Linked DNA regions of Gossypium arboreum: regions 2 and 3 are each linked to region 1. The links are chromatin contacts, called in public Hi-C maps. All regions are on one chromosome and are shown on one strand. The core of a region is the stretch at or near the end of the contact, and the rest is flanking DNA. Distances in the headings are between cores, read along the strand shown. Region 1 holds the start of LOC108479344 (urease accessory protein D). Region 2 holds the start of LOC108479148. Region 3 holds the start of LOC108476768 (allantoate deiminase 2).

Region 1 (2,516 bases), core at 8-2,507:
GCGATGACTTGGTACTCGTGCATGCTTTCTGCTATATCCACCGGGCTAGATTGTTCTAGCAAGACCTATGATTTCATAAAAGAACAATGCGAAAAGGAGGAAGCAAATAAAAGAAAAAAAGAGAGATTAACACATTACGAGAACATCAGAGGCCACCATTTCTTTCATGCATCATGATCATAAACAGATTAGCATTACAACTAGAGGTGATAATGAGAATATTACGGTGTCAAGAAAGACAGGTTGATTGCCTTCGGCAAATATGCAGTTGCTGCTCCGATAAAGTTCAAAATCCCATTTCTCCCCACTCTCATGACGGCCGCTTGTAAACCAATCTACAATGATCAAACTTGAGTCGGACACCACTCTGAAGACCTGTTTCTGAGAATATCTTGCTGTGGAAAAACATGTTACTGGATCCGGAATGACTACAAATAGAGCACCACTACCAATTCTTGCCTACTGCATAGCAAAGCAAAACTTAGCCATTTCCACCGCAACCATTTATCTAAACACAGTCAAAATGTAGAACCTTTTTTTATAAAAGGTCTCACCCAAGATAAGATGTTAGCGTAAATTAGTGGTTATGCATCAGTCTGCATTAGCATGTGGGTCATAACTAAGGAAGGATAGTTACCTCCAAGACTTGTTCAGAACACTTGGATCCCAAAGATTTGTAGACCTAATACCACAACACAGGTGGAACCATGTTAAGAAACCAATGCGGTAAAAACCCAATTTGTAGTGCACCAATATGTGATCTCATCAGATAAAGATCAGACCTTTGTAGAGGATTGGGTAGTAAGAACAGCAGTGCAGCCATCTCCAATTGTAAATTCAACTGAAATAGAATCCCCCTGACAAAGACAACGATACACAAATTCACAACCCCCCGAAAACACAAAGAAATGATAGAAAGATTGATGTCTGAGTTACGAGAGAATACGGAGACAATGCCACCGCCATAGGTGAGGCTGTAAATCCAGACAGCATCGGTAATGGAAGAACCAACCTGAGGAATCAACCAATCATCAGCTTCAGTTGAAGAGAATAAACAAAAAGACTTGTTAGTTATCTGTTGTAATATAAGAAGAGAGAAAACCTTTCTTGGGATAATGAATTTAAGTGGATACTTTGAGAAGCTTCTTATCACTGTTGACTTTCCTCTCACCTTCTCCACTACAACCTTTCCCTTCTCCATTTCCATTTTCTACTTCCATATTTCCCAACCCCGTAACAAAGGAACACTCTATTACAAATACTCATTGGGCTTTGTTAGAGGGCAGGCTGCTCTGTGTGGAACACTCTAACCCAAGTTCTATGGAGGGTTTTAAAGTTAAAAGCCCAAACTCAAAAAAGCTCTGTCAAGTGCTCGGTACAAAAGATCCTTGCTTTAGATTTACGTCTACTTGAGGTATTCATCTTCAGATGGTTTTGACTAATTTTATCACTCTTGAGAAGTGGGTGCTAGTTCAATTTGGAAATTGTGTTGTGGAAAACTGAATTAAAGTAAACCTATAGTGATTTCTCTTCGACTGAAAGAATCATTTGATTTGATGAACGGATGCAGGACCAAGAATATGCAGTTGGCCGTGTTGGTTTTTTCTTATGCCAGTGATCCATTGAGGACAATCTATATTAAGATCTCTTATTTCTATTATTTTGGCAAGCTCAGAAGAGCAAAAAATATGCACTGCAAAACTGCAGGGTTCATCTTCTAAAATTTAAATACAAACACAAACGTTTCTTATTTGTGAAGATTACAGCCATACAAATTGCACGACATTGCGGCAGCATTCGCTTGCATCCTCCCGCAACTACTCTTCCCCTTAGAGCACAAGTTGAACCCATGAAGGCAAAAATGAAATTGCATCAATGCCTAAAGTGTCTCACTTTTGTGAAAAGCAATGAAACTCCATACTTGTTACAACAGTCCACAGCATCCCCATCTCTAATGCTCCCACCAGGCTCTGCAATCACTCCAATACCACTTTCACAAGCTTCTTCCACTGCATCTTTCCAAGCTATTAATAGAAAAACACATATTTGTTAGGTAACAGGTCATATGAACAAAAGAATCATTACTAGATTGAATGCCTGCATACAGGTCCATTACTTGAGACGTTTTCAGTATTTATTTGCATGTCTGTGTGCCTATGAAATTGGATCTTAAAAACAATAAGGAGCACAAAACTTTTCAAGGTAGTAATTACCAAATGGAAAGAATGCATCACTAGCCAAAGCAGCTCCCTTGACCTCATCTCCTGCTTTCCTCAAAGGTATTCTCAAGCTCTCCAGACGGTTTGGCTGCCCACTTCCCATACCCAACATACGGTTGTCCTGATGAGCGAATGTCAAAGGGTCATCAAATCTCATCATACTAAGCTTTTCTTTTCATGGCTGTTTTATCCAAACATGTTTTTTGGAAGAGGAAGGGTACATATTTATCATAAGGATCTCCAGGCCAACAAGATTACTAAGCACCATTTTAATCAGTACTGAATTTCCTAACAAAA
Region 2 (2,516 bases), core at 12-2,511, 150 kb before region 1:
ATTATACTGAAAACATAATTATTAGTTTAGTTAAAAAATTATGAAAATTACTAATAAAACTACAAATTTAATATGAAATTCTAGCACGTGGGATTGCAAACCTCAAGTTTGTCTATGAAGAGCAGATCTAATTGCGTTAGTGTGTATAATTGATTTCTTCTATTTAATACTAATTGATAGGGCCTAATTGGTAAATATTACAAGATCTTGTGCATTGGAATCCACGGTTATGGACCCATATCCATTAGTATGGAACATTTTCTTTTCCAAGTGAAATCCCCTAGTATATGAAAGAGTGAAAAAAGTGATATTCGTTGTTGTGGAATAGGAAGTCTTCGTATATTAATCATGTATTTAATTTATTTGGGACCATTAGAGTGGGATCCACTTTTTGGGAAATATAAGTCGTAGCAATAATAAGAATATTTCTAGTGGAACATCTTTCACAGTCTTTGAAGAGATAGTTCACTAATAGACCGATGGATAAGTAATTTGCCTCTTTCACATCTAGATTATGAATGTTTAGAATCCATATTATGTAAGGAGACATTGCTTTTGATAGTTCGAATTGGAAAGTGATATAAAATTCGTCTATTTTCGATATCATATCCATAATTAATACATTCATCATAGTTAGAAGTTTTAGACACATTCTGTCATGTCTTTCACTCTAAAATCATTTTTCTATCAAATTATACATTTATTTTGACAAGAAAAAAAATTGAATAAATATACTAGACATGAAAACAGAAAAAAAAAATTATGAAATGTGATGGTTGCTCACTTTATTCGTTAACTATAATATTAAGAGTTCAATCTTTACCTAAGAAAATGAAACACGTTTCATGACTTTTATCTTTTTAAAAAATACCCGCAGCTAGAAGATTAGTTACCATGAACACCTTAGTTTCAACATAAAATAAAGAAAAGAATACCAACCATGAGTGAGTCGTCAGCAAAGCTTGTGTAATCTGGAACATTTGCCGGACTTGGCGATCGATAAATCTTAGCCCACAGGATTTGGCCAGGGGTAAATGAGCCCATAAAGCAAAGCTTGAAAAACACGGCCTACTTTACTCTCCATTTCAGTAACAGCCGTCGAAACTGTTTTTGGATAGTTTAGCACTATAATAAAACTGAAAATTAAAATATCAAAGAATTATTTTAAATGATTAAATATTTTTTAAAACATCAAAATTTAATTTAAGAAAAATATAAAATTAAGATAATCGAAATCATAAATTGTTCGCACAGCAGTGTCCAATTTCAGTCTCACCAACCCATAACCGTCCGTCTCTCACCGCGGGACCCACACAACCTAGATGAACACGCACAAACAAGTGCTCCGTGCATTCTACGCGGTCACCCCGTGCGTCGAGGGCCAAATTGCCGACGTTTTCAAGCAAATTGTAAAATAAAAGGAAGTTAAAAGAAGGGCAAAGAAAAGTTTAAAAAAATAATGATTGCCGTGTCGAAATGGTCGTAAAGAGGCAAAATTTTATAGATCTAGAAAAATACAAAAGAAAAATAAATAGAAAATTTAATAATAGTAAGATCAAAACCAACATATAAGAAAAAATAAAAAAAGAAAAAGGACATGATAGAGGGAGAAAGAGAGACGACTCTCTAATCAAAATCTTCGACGGAGAAAATGAGCGAATTTTAGAGAGAGAAAGTTAATAATCTTCTCCTTTGCTGCTTAAAAGTTCACAGCTTTCCCTTCTTGAGGTAAACATACTCTTTTATTTATTTATTTTATGGATTAGTGTGAGATTTTAGTAAAGTTTATAGCCTTCAATCTGTTTATGGTTTTCAGTTCCGATTCGAATTTATATTTCGATTTGGTTATAGGCGTGGTGATGGTTCTATTTGTACAGAAGTATAGTTTTTTTTAGTGTCTGATCAGTGCTGGAGAGAATATTTAGAGTTCTTTTTTTTTTTTTTAAAGATTAGACTGCCGACTCTCACTGCATGTTATTATTACTACTTAATTTCGATGTTGTCATTTCAACCATATAAATTATTTGTTTTATCATGGATTTAAGCAAATCGGTATTCAAGTTGGATTTGCCTTGTATGGGATCACACTTTGTGGGATTGATTTAAGTAGTTTCGTGGAATGTTTGTTTGATCTGCACCATTTCCTTCGCATATTTTTCTTGGAATCCGCGTTATTTATAATTCATGTTTAGGGTTCTAGATTTGCTTCAGATGCATTATAACTACTGCTTTGTATCTTCGATTCTTTTGTTTAACTTTGCCCCCCCCCCAAAAAAAAAAAATGTCTCAGATGTATGATTCAGTTGAAATGTTTTTTACAGCTTCAATTCTGTTCTCTGTTGCGTTAAAAGTTTTATTGAAAGTTGTTAGAAGGTGAGAATCCTAACAGAAAATTAACTTCAAAAATTCTATTATGAGGTTCTCAATTAAATTTAGGGTATTTGTGCTAAATATATGGTATGATCCAAGTGCAAGAATTACTTCTCCCAAAAAATTAGACTGGGTTCATTTATCTT
Region 3 (2,516 bases), core at 7-2,506, 130 kb after region 1:
TTCATAAATTATATATACATGTAAATATTTTTCATATATATATTTATAGTCTATTTTAATTTCTTAATAAATTATATATTATATATACATGCAAATATATCTCAATTACATCAATATAAATATATTTATATGTAAATATAAAATTTAAAATTATTAATCAGGTTGATTAATTTAATTTAATAGCTTTTACTTTAAATATAATTATAGAAAAATAAAATGGTTAAGATAAAAATTAAAATAATTTAAAATATCAAAATTTTGTACCAACCGATATACACGATACAAGTCGATATTAACCAAACGGGTTAAAGCACATCAAAATTTTAATTGAAACAAAATATATATACTACTTGATATTGATTTAAGATCGAAACAATACATACTGACTTATATAATCCCTATCGATACCATAATAAATAATTTATAAAAATTAAACAGTTATATAAATAATCATATAAAGGACTAGGTGGAGTGGAGTAACGCAAATAAAATTAAGAATAAGGATGGATGAGATTTTGTGGCCAACAAGATGCGTGAAATGAATTAGCATGGTGATTCAGGGTCATGGAGGGATCCACCCACAAGTCACCTCCAGTTTCTGATCACAAAAGGAAAAGCATACGTGGATGGGGCCCACCCATCACAGTCATTTTCTCGATCCAATTCATCTCTTGTTTTTATTGAAGGAGTAAGGGGAAAGGATTTGGTAAAAAAAAATAAAAAAAAAAGGGATAATTACTGTTTAGGTAAAGTTCGTTTGGAAATAAACTTCATATGGATTTTGTAAACTATTAAGTACAATTCTAACACTAAATAAAAATAAAATAGATTTTAACCTCATCCATCAGTATGCAAATGCAAATCACGAGAAAGCTGCACGTGAGTCGGTTTTAGGTTGGCCAAGGCAATTCAGATTTCATCCCTTATAATTATTATGAAAGGTTTTTATATTATGAATGATATTATATTATATTTTTTATTTAAAAATAGTGAATTAATTATTATATTTATATTAAATAATATTTTTATTAAAATTTTAATAAAATATTATTAAAAAGATAATTACATATTTCGATAATAAAAATATCAAAAAAGGAAAATTAATATAACTAAATAATAACCCATGTCATGTCACAGTAAAAATAGATAGAGAAGTTTGCTTTTTGTACTTTAACTAAGATGAGTCCACGTCATAACGATCCCTCGAGATTCTTGGGTCCACTACCAACAAGGTGCTGCTGGCTGCTGACTGCTGATTGCTTATTTATTTAATCAAAGATTGATGAGACTAGAGAAGAGAAGCGTGAGCCAACCTTTATCTCTTGTTTCGTGGCCATTGTTTCTTTCTCTCTTTGGTTCACCATTTTCATTTGTTCTCGCAGAGCTCACTCAGCGGCACACATGACTTTTACCAGAATTTCCCTTTTCTCTCTCTTTTTCTCCTCTTTCTTTTTCCTATCATCAACCCTTTCTTCTCATCTTTATCCTGCTTCTGCAACTACTTCTGGTATTTCCCTTTTTTTTTCATTATATATCACTCCGGCTTTCGTTCTTGTTTTTTTTTTCCCTTTTTTTCTTTACATTTTGGACGATAAATTAATTTTATTTCAGTTGTTCCATTTTGGTATAATTCATTCATCTTTTCCTTTCAATTTAATCTTAACATCCTTTCAAGCTCTTTACCTGTCTTCACTTTCTCTTTCTTTAAAAAAAAAAGTATTTTTTTTAAATAGTGGATGAATGCAGGGATAGATGAGATGAGAGATCATAGCTAGCTTCAACCTTTTTTCTTTTCTCTATCTTTATCCTGTGTAACACCAGCATAACTGCATAAGAAAGAAGAATGACTCGCTGCTTACTACTTAATAGTGTTCTTATTTATATTTATATATACTTTTTATTTGTTTGGTTTACGAGTAATGATTGTTGTCTTACTATGTGGTTATTGAAGAAAAAGATGGCAAAACGAGATCTTTGTATTCAGAAATTTTAAGGGACGAGGCAGTTGCAAGGCTTAATAATCTTGGAAAGGTATTTGACATTTATATCAATTTTTTTATTTTAAAGATGGTGTGTTCTTCTATTATCAGATTACCCAAAAAAAAACCCCGAAAAGAAGGAGAAGGCAAGGGCTTTACTTGAGTTTCCTCTGACCCAGAAATTGTTCATATCATATTTGACGAAATCATTAAACCAGCTCTGGAGGAATGCAGAGAAATTTATTTCTCTCGTCTACTAAACAGTGTACATGAGCCTCTTAGAACAAATTTAATTCAATAAGGATTAGACTAAAGATTACACATATCCATTGAACCTAGCAATAATACATGGTTGGGACCATGACTTATGCGTATGTGATTACGACCAGTGACCAGTTGAAAGTTGTGGAGCCAAGTTAGTTAGTCATTAGTTTTTGATGAATTGCCTAAGTTAACAGGAAAGCAATGTTTAACGAATGTTGTTTGCTTCATTTTATAGGTGAGTGATGCTGATGGCTACCTTGAGAGAACATTTAT

Evidence for each region. A called contact is a pair of places that touch in the nucleus more often than the background predicts.
Region 2: a Hi-C map of leaf shows a contact between it and region 1, with 4 times the contacts expected there. The contact joins the promoter of LOC108479148 here to the promoter of LOC108479344 in region 1. A contact is called at or near these places in 2 of 5 Hi-C or Micro-C datasets (both in leaf).
Region 3: a Hi-C map of leaf shows a contact between it and region 1, with 3 times the contacts expected there. The contact joins the promoter of LOC108476768 here to the promoter of LOC108479344 in region 1. A contact is called at or near these places in 2 of 5 Hi-C or Micro-C datasets (both in leaf).

Annotation. Positions count from the first base shown.
Region 1 is chr12:10,095,111-10,097,626 of ASM2569848v2, forward strand. It overlaps LOC108479344 (urease accessory protein D), which reads right to left and starts at 1,258. Exons shown (of 8, transcript XM_017781885.2): 1 at 1,103-1,258; 2 at 947-1,012; 3 at 783-857; 4 at 638-682; 5 at 226-459; 6 at 1-65. The coding sequence starts at 1,207. It overlaps LOC108476753, which reads right to left. Exons shown (of 11, transcript XM_017779058.2): 10 at 2,214-2,340; 11 at 1,635-2,024. The coding sequence ends at 1,873.
Region 2 is chr12:9,946,954-9,949,469 of ASM2569848v2, forward strand. It overlaps LOC108479148, which reads left to right and starts at 1,262. Exons shown (of 10, transcript XM_053022842.1): 1 at 1,262-1,728.
Region 3 is chr12:10,225,939-10,228,454 of ASM2569848v2, forward strand. LOC108476768 (allantoate deiminase 2) reads left to right here and starts at 1,257. Exons shown (of 12, transcript XR_001870133.2): 1 at 1,257-1,507; 2 at 1,952-2,031; 3 at 2,479-2,516.